Regions from separate parts of the Anser cygnoides genome. Here all the other regions are linked to region 1. A link is a contact called in public Hi-C data. All regions are on one chromosome and are shown on one strand. The core of a region is the stretch at or near the end of the contact, and the rest is flanking DNA. Distances in the headings are between cores, read along the strand shown. Region 1 holds the start of SH3GLB1 (SH3 domain containing GRB2 like, endophilin B1). Region 2 holds the start of SYDE2 (synapse defective Rho GTPase homolog 2). Region 3 holds the start of BCL10 (BCL10 immune signaling adaptor).

What was found. Hi-C and Micro-C count contacts between places; a contact is called where the count stands out from the background.
Region 2: a Hi-C map of liver shows a contact between it and region 1, with 2.6 times the contacts expected there. The contact joins the promoter of SYDE2 here to the promoter of SH3GLB1 in region 1. A contact is called at or near these places in 2 of 7 Hi-C or Micro-C datasets (both in liver).
Region 3: a Hi-C map of liver shows a contact between it and region 1, with 3 times the contacts expected there. The contact joins the promoter of BCL10 here to the promoter of SH3GLB1 in region 1. A contact is called at or near these places in 3 of 7 Hi-C or Micro-C datasets (granulosa cells and liver).

Annotation. Positions count from the first base shown.
Region 1 is chr8:18,241,195-18,245,205 of Taihu_goose_T2T_genome, reverse strand. SH3GLB1 (SH3 domain containing GRB2 like, endophilin B1) reads left to right here and starts at 1,888. Exons shown (of 11, transcript XM_048058911.2): 1 at 1,888-2,085. The coding sequence starts at 2,014.
Region 2 is chr8:18,653,718-18,657,728 of Taihu_goose_T2T_genome, reverse strand. It overlaps SYDE2 (synapse defective Rho GTPase homolog 2), which reads right to left and starts at 1,761. Exons shown (of 7, transcript XM_048059016.2): 1 at 1,502-1,761. The coding sequence starts at 1,607. C8H1orf52 (chromosome 8 C1orf52 homolog) reads right to left here. Exons shown (of 5, transcript XM_067001239.1): 5 at 1,890-4,011.
Region 3 is chr8:18,621,322-18,625,332 of Taihu_goose_T2T_genome, reverse strand. BCL10 (BCL10 immune signaling adaptor) reads right to left here and starts at 1,709. Exons shown (of 3, transcript XM_013178014.3): 1 at 64-1,709. It overlaps DDAH1 (dimethylarginine dimethylaminohydrolase 1), which reads right to left. Exons shown (of 6, transcript XM_048059284.2): 6 at 1,850-4,011.

The DNA of each region.
Region 1 (4,011 bases), core at 639-3,138:
GATCCAATAACTGAATTTAGTCTTACATTACACTATTGTAAGATAAAATGGGGAAAATATATCCAGATTAGGACTGATTTATACGAAATATATAAACATTCACTAAAACAGATCTTCCTCTTTGAGAAGTGTAGTAACCATTAGCCAGAGAGTTATTTTCTCCCTCTCATTCACACTCCAACTGCTTTAACATTCGAGAAAAGAGGAAGGATGTTGAAAGGGGGAACTGAAAATAACATTCAGTGCCCCACATAAGCCAAACAGCCCATCTGCTAAAGGTGGAAGTACTGTCTATTAAAGTCACAGTCCTAAGAAGTGGGACTGTTGTGTTTAGCACTCCCTAGGAAAGAAACAATTAAAAGTAGGTATTCCAAAGCCTACAAGAGCGCTCTAACCCTTGGGGGCTTAATAGATCAGACTCTTCCTCCTCTTCCAAGGAAAGGAGAGGTATCTCCCCATTTTCTGAAGGAAAGAGGTGAGTGTCAAGGCTGTCAATACGCCATAGAGGGCAGCACTTTCCTCTCTGGTTGGTGAGGTTTATACGCCATGGGCAGCAACACGGTGCAAGGTTCACAGAAGACTAAGCAGTATTTTGTTCTGGCCAGAGCTAGACCACGTCGGCTTTTGTGAATTCCAGCCTGAACACACCACTTGTCCCAGGCATTCCTGGGGTACCTCTCACCTGAGGTGATGCTTCTGCCTCAGCGTCAGGCACCCCTGCACTCAGTTGTTCAGTATCTCTGTCTTGTTGTGGGACGCCACTGGGAGCTATTGGCAACACCAATGAAAGCTATGAAAAGAATTACATTTGCGTCTCCAAATGTAAAATCTTTGATGCTTCTGTCTTTTCACACGTTGTATGCTGATATCACAAGACATACTAACCAGTTCTTACATGACCACCTAGAGCACAGCACTGTCTCCTCCAACACCAGAGACTCCTGAGACCTTATTATGCTAGTAGAACTCCTTTTAAGAAATGGAAACAAACATGCCATATACTTTTTGTATATAAACAGTTACACACATAGGTGTTTATTATGTAAGTGACATGATAAAAGCTGAAAGTGGTAGAACACGCTCAGGTAAACAAACGCACGCATACAGTAGCTTTCAGGCCCTCTCCTTAGCAGCAGTGCTATGGGTACAAGGGGAACTTGACACTGCTTGGCTTTTGTTTTGGCTTTAATTCCTGGAATCTGACCAGCACTTAAGAAAGATTGTGTTGGTTCTTCCGGTTACTTCCTTGTTCTGGAATTCACTTCCTGCCTTCGTGCCCTAGGATTTCCTCCAACTTTATCAAACCTAGCCTGGGGTTACTTAACGTTGGGATTAGCTGGTGAATTACCTCGCCAAATGACCAGGTTCACTTTCAAGCAGGGAATATTAATTCATGGCTAATGATAACACCTTGTGAACATTTCAAACTAGCTAGCCCATGCCAAAGGTCCTTTTTTCCTTCCTGAGCATTCAAAACTAACAATGAGGGATGCTAAAATAGTGGAAAAATTATTAAAAGCAGTGACTGTTTTCTTCTAACTTGCTTTATTGGTGGCGTTAAGTTACATTATGATACTCGAGGCGTTTTCAAATACTCCTGCGATGTTCTGCCGCTACTTTACGGTTGTGTCTCTGCACAAAACCAACAGTTTCTGAACGACCGCTTCCAGGCTGTGCCCGGCTCAGGCTCTCACAGAACGCCCTGAGGCGGGCGGTAACGGCGGGCGGCTCCCTCAGGCGGGGCGCGAGGCGCGACCCCGCACGGCGCCTCCGGGCCGCCCCCAGCGGCGGGAAGCGCCGCCCGCCCGCTCCCGCCCGCTCCCGCCCCGGCGCCGCGCCCGCCGTCGTCCCTTGCGCGGCCGATCCGGGCCCTGCGCCTGACGCCGCGGCCGCGCCCAATCGGCGGCGGCGCCGGGCCCGGGCCCTCCCCCCGGCGGCTCCCCACAGGGCCGGGCCGGGCCGGGAGCGGCGGCGGCCGCCGGAGCTGAGTCAGCGCCGTGCCGCCGCCGCAAGATGAACATCATGGACTTCAACGTGAAGAAGCTGGCGGCCGACGCGGGCACCTTCCTGAGCCGCGCCGTGCAGGTAGGGCCGCCCCGCGGGGTGGGGTGGGGCGGAGGGGGCACCGCCGTGACTGGGCTCCGTGAGGCCGCCGCGGGGCGTTGGCCCGGCCCGGGGGAGGCGGGGGCAGCCCGGTGCTCCTGCGGCTCCGCCCGGGGAAGCGGGGCTCCGACGGGACGCGCCGAGGCTGCTGTCTGCCGGGGGTGGGCTGGTTCGGGGCTCGTTGGGCAGCCTATTGTTTCTGAATCGGTTTTCCCCTTTCTTCGCGCTGAGGGCACTGTAATTGGCTTTTGTTCCTTCGCCGTTGTCTTGAGCCGTAATCCTCTTCCTTTACATAATCAAACCTGACCAGATTTCCTGTGGGGAGGTGGAGGTCCGAGCAGAGCGTAGTAATTCGCTGTGGTTTCTTGTGATTTTTCCGTGGGTCACGGTCAGGTTTGGCACGGGATTAAAGCGGTTATCTGGTGTGATCAGGCTGATGTATTGGCCTAAATCTCCGTGTTCAAGCAGAACCAGCAATCAGCAGCAGAGCTCTGAAAATACAACCTCATCAGAAAACATTGTTGCTCCGATTGCAATGAACTCCAAGTAGTAGTTGTGGCTTTCCTTTGTGATGGAGGTCTTTCCATGCCCCCCCTTCCCCGGCTTCTGTCAGGGCTGCGTGCTTCCCAGCCTGTCTTCCTTTCCAGCCTCCGCCCCTTCAGCTTTTCTTGCTGGCCAAGGGAAAAAGGGACGTGAAGTTCACCCCTCATTGTAAGAGCCTGTGGCGGGACCTTGCGATTTTTGTCACCTTCTCCTCAGATGAGAAGCGTAATGAAGCCCCTGAGGGGGAGGAGCGAATCCTTCACACATTATTGCAGTCCGAGTGGCTAATGCTGTGTGTGCTACTGCTGCTCCTCCTGTTTTGTTTCTTTATTTGTGTTACTGGCTATGGGAGGCCTACAGATGAGACTGAGAGGCAATCTGTTTGTGGATTCGTTTTTTTATGTTTGGGCATCATTGGATAATGTGGTGTAATCTGACAGTAGTTCCTTTGATATTAGAAACAAACAAATGAAACAGTTCAGCGGCATAAAATGATGTGTAAGAAAGCCACTTAACTTCCATTTCAACTTACTTCAGCCATCTTACAAGACAGTGAACACCTTGTTAGAGGTTTCACAGGCTTTTCTGTTCCAAGGGGATTGGGACTCTTACTAACAAGCACCTGATGCTCATGTTCCAGAGATTATTCCATATTCAGACTGCTATATTCATTTCTACATTCATAATCTATGGCAAAGTTGAGCCTACCAGCTGTCTGCATCCCAAAACTGTCCTTTCTTCTGTCAAGTAGAAAATGCTTTGAATGACTTGTTCTCAGTGAATCTTGCAGCAGTTCCAATTTGTGGAGCAAAGCAGAAAACAAGCGTAGTATTAGAGGTAAAATAAATAATGCCACAGAGTGTAGTAGTAGGAATGTGTCCTTCCTCTTGCCAGGCCCTGTAATTGACAAGCTGCATGTATAGCAGATGGGAATGAGCTGGGCTTTTCCTCTTTAGTAGTAGGAACACTTCTATTGTCCGTGACTTCTACCTGAAGTTAGAGGCTGTCTTGATGTAACTTCTCCTTCTAGAAATTTTGCAGTGCAAACTCAAAATGTCGATGGGGCCACAGTAACCCAGTTGTTTGCAGAACAGTACACTTTCCTTCTGTGTAAGCTGGTCACGTTCAGGCAACCTGTGTGCATATTTGGAATTTATTAGCGATAGCTTGGTAGGTGTCTTGCTGATGTGACTTGTTACAGAAGGCTGTTCTGGAATCCATACCGTCAAACTACTATTTTCTATATGCTCTGTATTGCTTTTTTTTTTTTTTCCTTTAAGTGGGTACAGGAAGTCTAACATGGAGTACGCAGCCCTTACACTGCAAAGTAGAGTTCTGGAAATATTGAGTGAAAAGGCCATTTTG
Region 2 (4,011 bases), core at 512-3,011, 410 kb before region 1:
TCCACTTGCATTTAAGTCTTCCAAGCGCAGCTCTTGCAACCAATAGCTGCGTTTGCAAGTATTGCTTTCCCTTTATTCAAGCTTGGCCCCGATCCTGAAAGCCCTTATGCCTGTTTATTTTAGTAACAAACCGTTTCGCGTGCAAGTATCTGCACAACCAGCGGTTCCACGGAACAGAGCGAGTTCTAAACATCGTGAGCTGTTATAGTAACGAGACAAATTCAAACAAATAGGAACCTTTCGGAGCTATGCAAGCGACGAACACGCTTTTTGCTCCAGAGCAAAGCTCCATTCGGAGGGACGCCGCCTGCCCTGTGCTAGTGCTCTGCTCCCAGGATGTAGGGCATCCCCAAAAGCTGGCCAGGCCTCCGCCAGGCAGACCCAGCACAAACAGAGAGCAAGACGACAGCTCCTCCCCAACAGGCCTTGATACAGCACTGAAAGTACATAAATAAGTAGGAGTTGGAGGTTCAGTTCACCTTCCACTCTTTCTACAGAAGATTAAATAAATCGCTAGTTAAAGCTCAAACATTACGGTAACACCACAGACGCTTTCAGAACCAGCGCCTCAACGTTTCAGCTCAGCTGAGGTCAGGATAAATATCCTGCCTATTACGCGCACACATGAAACATTTCAGCACGATGCTGGGCGCTGCTTTTCGGGCTGTAAGGCGCTGGGAGCGGCTCGTCCCAGCCTCCCCACGTACGGGTCAGGACGATCCGCAGCCCTCGGCTCGGAGCAACGGCCACGGCAACGCGCTCTCCTCCCCGAGGCTCTCGGTAAAACCATCGCACGTAGTTTTTATGTTTACGGATTTAAATGGCATTACGGATTTAAATGGCACAACAGCGAGGCTAAAGTTTGATCTGTTAGCTTTCAAATGCATTGTGTAATATAAAAAAAACGGAGACAACAAAAGCCAAGGAATGACAAACAGCCGCAAGCCAAAGAACAGCAAACGGTCATATGATAAGAAAGCGCGTGGGGACCCACACAGAACAGCGGTCTGCACTCAAGAACCAATTATTCCTAAGAAATTTTACTCCCGAGACGAAGAAGGACTGACGCGAAGATGCTGCCGCTGAGGGCTGGTTCAAGACCTAAACTTGGACGTGCCGAAGCGGACTGCCTCTGCTCTCACCAGAGCTGGAGGCTTCCCAAGGTCTGGACGCAAGGCAGACGCTTCCAGACCGCGGTAAATAACTCACTACTTCATCCACCTGGGTGCTGGCAGCTCCAGCTTAAACCCCCTCGGTTTTAGGGCTGTTTCTGTTCAGCTGTACCTCACAGGAGCCGCCACGGACCGGCGCACCTGAAGGCAGCTCTGGGGGCCGGGCGCGGGGCCGCCTTGCCCCGGCAGGGCGAGCCGGCGGCCGGAGCCTCCCCGGGCTCACCCGGCGGGCCGGCTGCTGCCAGCTCCGAGCCGCACGCGGTGCCCCCGCGGGGCGGCACAGAGGATCCGGGAGACCGAACCCCTCCTCTCGGCGGCTTCTCACTTACCCTGCGGGGCGCAGGTCCCGCCGTGCCGGTGCCCGCCGCCCGCCGCCCCGCGCTGGGACCTCCTGCCGCGGAGCTTGGAGAGGGTCCTGCGGAGCGGCTCGGCCATGCCTGCCCGCTCGCTGCCCGCCCTCAGCGCCCGCTGCCCGGCGGCGTGCGGCTGCCGGCGGCCCCCGGGAGGAGCGGCGGCGGCCCCCGGCCGCGCTGCCCCATGGCGGCGAGGCTCCGCGCCCCCGGCTGCCGCCGCTGCACATACTTGGCATAGCTGAGCGGGGTGAGAGGCCGCCCGCACTGCGCATGCCCCCGCCCCGCGCCCGCCCGCCCGCCCGCCCCGGGGCCGCTCCCCGCGGGGCGCTGGGGGCCGGGGCCCGCCTCAGCGCGCGGCCCCCTGAGGTGAGGGGGGGGGGCCCGGGCCGCCCCCGGCCCCGAGCTTCGCCGTGCGCGGCCGGCGGCTCGCCGCGTGTTTTGAATACCTCTTGTCCCTTGATGTTAAATGTTTTCCTCGCCCCAAAGAGACAAAGCTGTGGGCTTCAAACGCGCCGTGCTCGCTCCCCGGCAAGTCTTCAGGTGGTTGCCTGGGCCCTGGCCTCAGCCCCTCGGCACAGCAACACCGGTGAGGCAGCGGTAGCCTGCAGTAGCCTTCAGTATTCCAGCCAAATGCCACAGAGGAAAAAGACAAATGGCATTCGGACAGCAAAAATAACGTGCTGAGGCCGCTTCCCTGGGCAAAGCTTTGGTTTTGGTGTGTGCGTTGCTCACACATCTCCCATCAGTTCCATCAGTGAGCATGCATTCCCCACCAACCTTGGGAAAAGGTACGCTGCCGATTTGCTACCAAGATAAAATCCTGAGACGGCTTTTGTTAATTAACATCCACACAAGCTTACACCTCGTGCTCTTCATTGCATTACAGACAACTTCAGGAAATCTCTGGCAGCTTTCCATATGCTGTACCCTACAAACAACCAAATACCGGGCCACAGGAAATGCTCCCTAGGTTCTGGAGAAAACCACTGCAGCTCACGAGCATAGCATGCATTCACAGATTTTCTTGCTTACCAAGTTTTGAGAGTGATTTAATTACGTTTGAAAGTGAGTTTTTCTGAAGAACAAAATTAGATTCAAATTTTAAGTCTTAATATGTAAAACACTAACTGCAGTAGGCCAGTGAGACCTGTACACACACGATGTGGAGGAGCTCCAGAGGCCTCGGCCCACCTCGGTCACTCCCTCGACCCCAAATTTCCCCTCACATCTGGGCTGCCGCCCTCCCTGGCCGAGGCATGGCTCGGATACAAGGAAGGAGCTCCAGCCAAGCAGAACACCAGTGATTTCCTGGGTAAAACCCTGCACAGGCACCGCAGCACTGACCTTGCTGATGCTATCAGGGGGTCAGCTGTGCCACCAGCAGATGTGTGCCTAAAGCAAAGGGCAGGCATTTGATGACTGGAGGAGAACACTGAAAGGATTCAAAATATCTCCTAGGTGAACTGTGCTTTTCCTGAAAGAAAAAGTTAATGTAACCACTTCAAGCGGAGCAAACATACCATGTCCTAACCTCCCTCGACTGTGACCTTCATACCTGCAGACTCCCCACCTGCTCTAACAGCAAATCAGCTTCCTGCCTGCCTACCCGTGCGTTAGGCTGTCTAAATCAGCTCCCTAATGAGTAACAACTTGCTGTATGGCAGCTAGCTGTAAGTAACTGGAAGCAAGTTCCTCTTTAGATGCCATTTTTGGGAAGTTTTTGTCACTTGGATATTTTCCTTTAGCAATTAGAATAATATTAGAAAGTACATGCTAGCCAGAGTAAGGACCAAATCCCATAAAGAAGTGGACTACCCACGTTTGATTTGCAGTACTGCATTCTCCCATGAGTATTACCTATGGAAACAAAAGAAAATTCAACATCATTGTGTTTTCTGTGCTGCTTCACACAGAGTTTTCCTCGTGTTCTCTATGGTCTTAAATGTTAGTTTAAGCATTTAAATGATTCCTCTCTGCAGTAGGCACACAGGAAATGGCTCAGTGAAAAGCTGCCAATAGTTGAGTCTATAAACACAGTTTGATCTGTATCATAGAAAACTGTTTCCATTCCAAACTGTGGTTACAAAGCACTTTTTCTTGTTGGCAGATGGATTTTTTTTTTTTAAATCCCTATGCATCCTGTATTTGCCCAATAGAGTTGGCACTGATCACAGAAAAAAAAAACCTGCGGATAAAATAACATTAAGGATCTGGCTGGAACTAACTTGAGCCAGTGGAGTAAGAGTCAAAGCCGAGCTTTTGTTTTCAGCTCAGCCTGTTTTGTTCAGGAGCTGCAAAGCACACAGTGCAGAACGTGATTTGCTTTACCAGGCTTTCTGCAAAATGCAGAAGTGACTTCAACAGAATGGGAATAGAAGAGACTTACTAGGAGACTGACAAATATTTAGGACTGGTTAAATACAGTATGACTTTAAACAAATAGCAAGCAGTATTTTCCTGTACACGAGAAATGATTTTACAAGTTT
Region 3 (4,011 bases), core at 460-2,959, 380 kb before region 1:
AAAAAGCACGCTGGTTCCGCTCAGAACACTGACGCACGCCCAGGGGATACTCACCCTTCTTACCTGGCCCAGAGCTGATCCCTGCCGAGCCGGGCGTTAACGTCACAGTCCCCAGAACGGCTCCGGAAGGTTTCAGGCTGCGCGGAGCTCCCAGCGAGGCGGCTGTGGCACGGCCGAGGCGGAGGCCGGTGCCCCCCGGCCCCTGAGTCCGTCCTCGCCCGTTAAACCAAACGCCCTCTGGCTCCTTCTCTCCAAGGCGAACGAACGCTGCTGTAGGCTTCGCTGGCTCTCTACAACGCTTTGATAAAAATAGCTATCGTGCATTCTGGACCTAGGGTATTTATTAATAACCTTGCTCAGCGAGAGGTGCAGTTCAAAGCCACGTGACGTCTGGAGAGCTGGGCTTCTGGATTCCTCAGCCATGTAGGCCAGCATGAGGCAAACTAAAAGGAATTAACTTAAGCAATCAGGGAGGAGGGCATGTGGTTAGAGAATACCAGAATAGAATAGATTTTAGCAGATTTACTGCCAAAAAAAAAGAAAAAAAGAATTAATGGTCCAGGCAGCTGGAAGAAGACTACTCTCAGTATGAAATTTATTTCAGGAGGTTAGCATCAGTTCAATATTGAGAAGCGAGCCTCAATGAGGAGTGAGTTACAACTTTTTTTTAGAGGGAGGTGAGAAGATTTTGGACACCACATTGGTTTATATGATTATGTATATATGTCGTGTTGATATAGAATAAATTTCTGAGTCAAAGAAGTTTGCCATTTAGAAAAAAAATCAAGTAAATTAGTACCAACTCTCTCCTGTAGACATGCGTACACAAAGATGCGTATAAATGATGCAGTTTACTATATTAAGTAATTGCGCCAAGCTACCACAGTAGAGGTAGCACCAATTTAAATACCGTATTATAAAAATCTTACTTTTAACTCCTGTAAATTAGTACAAAGGCTATACTTACATCAGCCGTAAACAAAATATTTCCTCATCCTTGCTTCTCCAGCAGGAGGCTCTATTAGATTATAGTCTGTTTAAAGTCCTATTACTAGCCAAACTGTACGGTGTGGAATTGATGTAATTCTTTCGCTCCAGTACTGTTATTTTATGTTGGGTTTCCTAAATAAAGAGTTGAAGCAACAATACTGAAGCCCTGAACAATTAAAACTTTGACTGCCACACGGTGGCACTGAAGGCCTACGAGCACTTACCCTAGGCCCCGTGGAGGTGGGTGTAGCTGCGCGTCTCCTAATATCATTACTCCTGGTATCAGTCTAGTCATATTAGAGCACAAGAGTACAAGCAGAGATTAACCCCACCTGCATCATCTACAGCATGCAGCCAGTGGTATTTAGATATAAAACACGCAGCCATCTGTCATATTACCACAAAGCAACGCCTGAAACGCTGTCAACTCTCTTGACATCTTGCAGGAGGAAAAGATATAAGAGCTACATAAAGAATTAAAACAATGATCATGCCACTATACCTTAGTCGTTTCATTTGTTGTAACTTGCAGTAAATACACACACTACAGAAAAATACTGTACTACAATAACATCTATTTAGTTATCTTGGAGAATAACATCAATCGCAATCATTGCATCTAGCACACTTAGCCAGTACCTCCTCTATCTACGTTATTCTTAAAGGTAAGTCTGAAATCATGATTTGTTTTTAAAGAGTCACGATTTCTTCTAACAGGCTTAAAGGTTTAGTACTTGTGTCTATTACTGGCTTTATTTCTAGGTATGTAGCAAGCTTCCAAATAAAAAGATGGCATGGAACAGTATGAAATTAAATGCATGTGCTTGCTGTTTCAAAATAAGAGGCAAAAACTACATAGTTCACAGTACAATTGACACTTTATTCCATTGTGATGGGGATATATAGTAATGAAACTGCAAGGATCACAAAAAGAAAGAAAAAAATCAAAGTGCAAACCTCTATTAGAATAGATTATGGAATGTACTGATGTTTTTGGCACAAAAAGTGGGAAACTATATACTGCAACAAGATTTTCAGTTTGATGAAATGTAACACTTCTGTGTTCAGTAGTCATATTTGTGCACTGCAGAACAATACAATGTAAAACAGTGACTAACACGATTCACATGCAACTCTAAACAAGTTACATCATACGTCCAGTTAAAACTTTTCTGAAAATACACGAGGTCCAATGATACTTTGTTCACAATCACTTAACAAATACCATTCTTTAAGCAGTCTTATCTTTTCAGCTTCCTTACTGATAAAAACAAAAATAGAGAATCTTAAATAGTAAATTATTTTCCCAAAATGATTCTACATGAATGCCAGTATTTTCTATCAAAGCAATTTGGCTCTGACTTCATTGATATAATGTTTAAGAAGATGAGTGAAATCAAAAGCTGATTTTTTTTCCATATTTCATCCCCAATTTGCTGTGATCAAACAGAAAAAGCAGATTCCTGTTCTGCATTTCACTGAATATTTATTTTTAAAACTGGACATGGTGCTGCCTATGACCTCTGTACCTATTACATGGAAAACACCCAAAAAGTCAGAGAACAGCTTCATACAGTGGCATCTATTTAAGACCAAAAAGGATTATATTAGCATGGAAATGACAAAAATGCAGAAATGGAAGAATTCAAGATTATCTTAGAAGTACAGTATGCATTCACATTTTCATTGCAGAGAGAGATACTGTGTTCACATTGTTAAAGAGAGAAACCCACATAACACAGATCTTTCTAAACTCACAGTAAAGATAATAACCGTGAAAGATCTTCAATGCACATTGCAGCTCCTTCATTTGATCTAAGCTTGGTCATAGAAAAAAAAATACTGATGAGTAATTCAAACCCCGTTGCTGAGCTATTAACCACAAGATCTTCTGCACTGACCTTCTCTGTCATACAGCCTGACAGTTGTTATCAAATGCTTTATGTGGGCAGTTCAGTGTCTCATCTCCTTTTTTGGTTTGGGATTTCATCTTATTATTTATATTAATCAAGGATGATGATTCACATCAGACATCTGAGAAATGTTCTAGTGACAAGATGCACAGGACGCCCGTTAGATGTATATGTGTTACAGCAGAAATGTCCTCGCAATTGAATTCTTTGTTTGGGCAGCAGAAAAAGTAGCAAGCAGCAAGAAGTAGCAGCATTTGGCATGACTCTAGTTCTTAGTACCATACTGTAAATGCAAAGTGAAATGCTTTTAACGTTGTTGCTTTTTAATGTGATAACAAAGCATAATGCTAAAAGCAGAGAGGTGATGGCAATCCCATTAACCAGTTTAGGTAACTTTTGGCATCGAAGATTTGATTTAGAGCATCTATATTAGGAGGCAATCACACCTGTGACAACCTATGTCAAATGGAAACAAAGCACATGTGATTTAGAGCACCCAAATTCTGCACCTGAAGTTAGGTTGAGTACAGTTTGAAATAACCACCTGAGGGAATTCAAATCCCTCAGCCACTCCTCCACTCTTTCTGTATGCCAAAATACAGCCTTGAAGGCAAGGAAACCTAAATGGCAATAGGTGAAAGACCAACAACCTCTCTGGGAAATGAGGTGTTGCTCAGCTCTGAGATCCACCCTCCCCTCTCCCTTCCTTGGGAAAGCTATTATCACCTATTCTGTTGCTTTCAGGGACACAAGGTATCAACAATGTCCACCACATTTTTCTCTTTTCTGGAGCAATCCTGAAGAGGAGTCATCTCCCTTGTCACTCTCTAGATGTACAGCCCCTGCTGACAGTTATCCTTCCAGCTCAGTCCCTCAGAGTTAAAATGGACACCTCAGTTTCTCCTCCTACCTGGCAGCTACTTGAGGAAGGAGAGAATTAAGAATTAATTCACTATGAAGCGAACAGCAAGGAGACGGGAGTGCAGAAAAAGACTGAAGTAGGAGAACTGAGGCAACAGAAGGAAAATCCACTTGGAGTTAAAAAAGTGCTTATTGTACCATAAACTAGAAGCTGTAGTCTGAGGAAGAGAGGGGAAAAACGCAACAA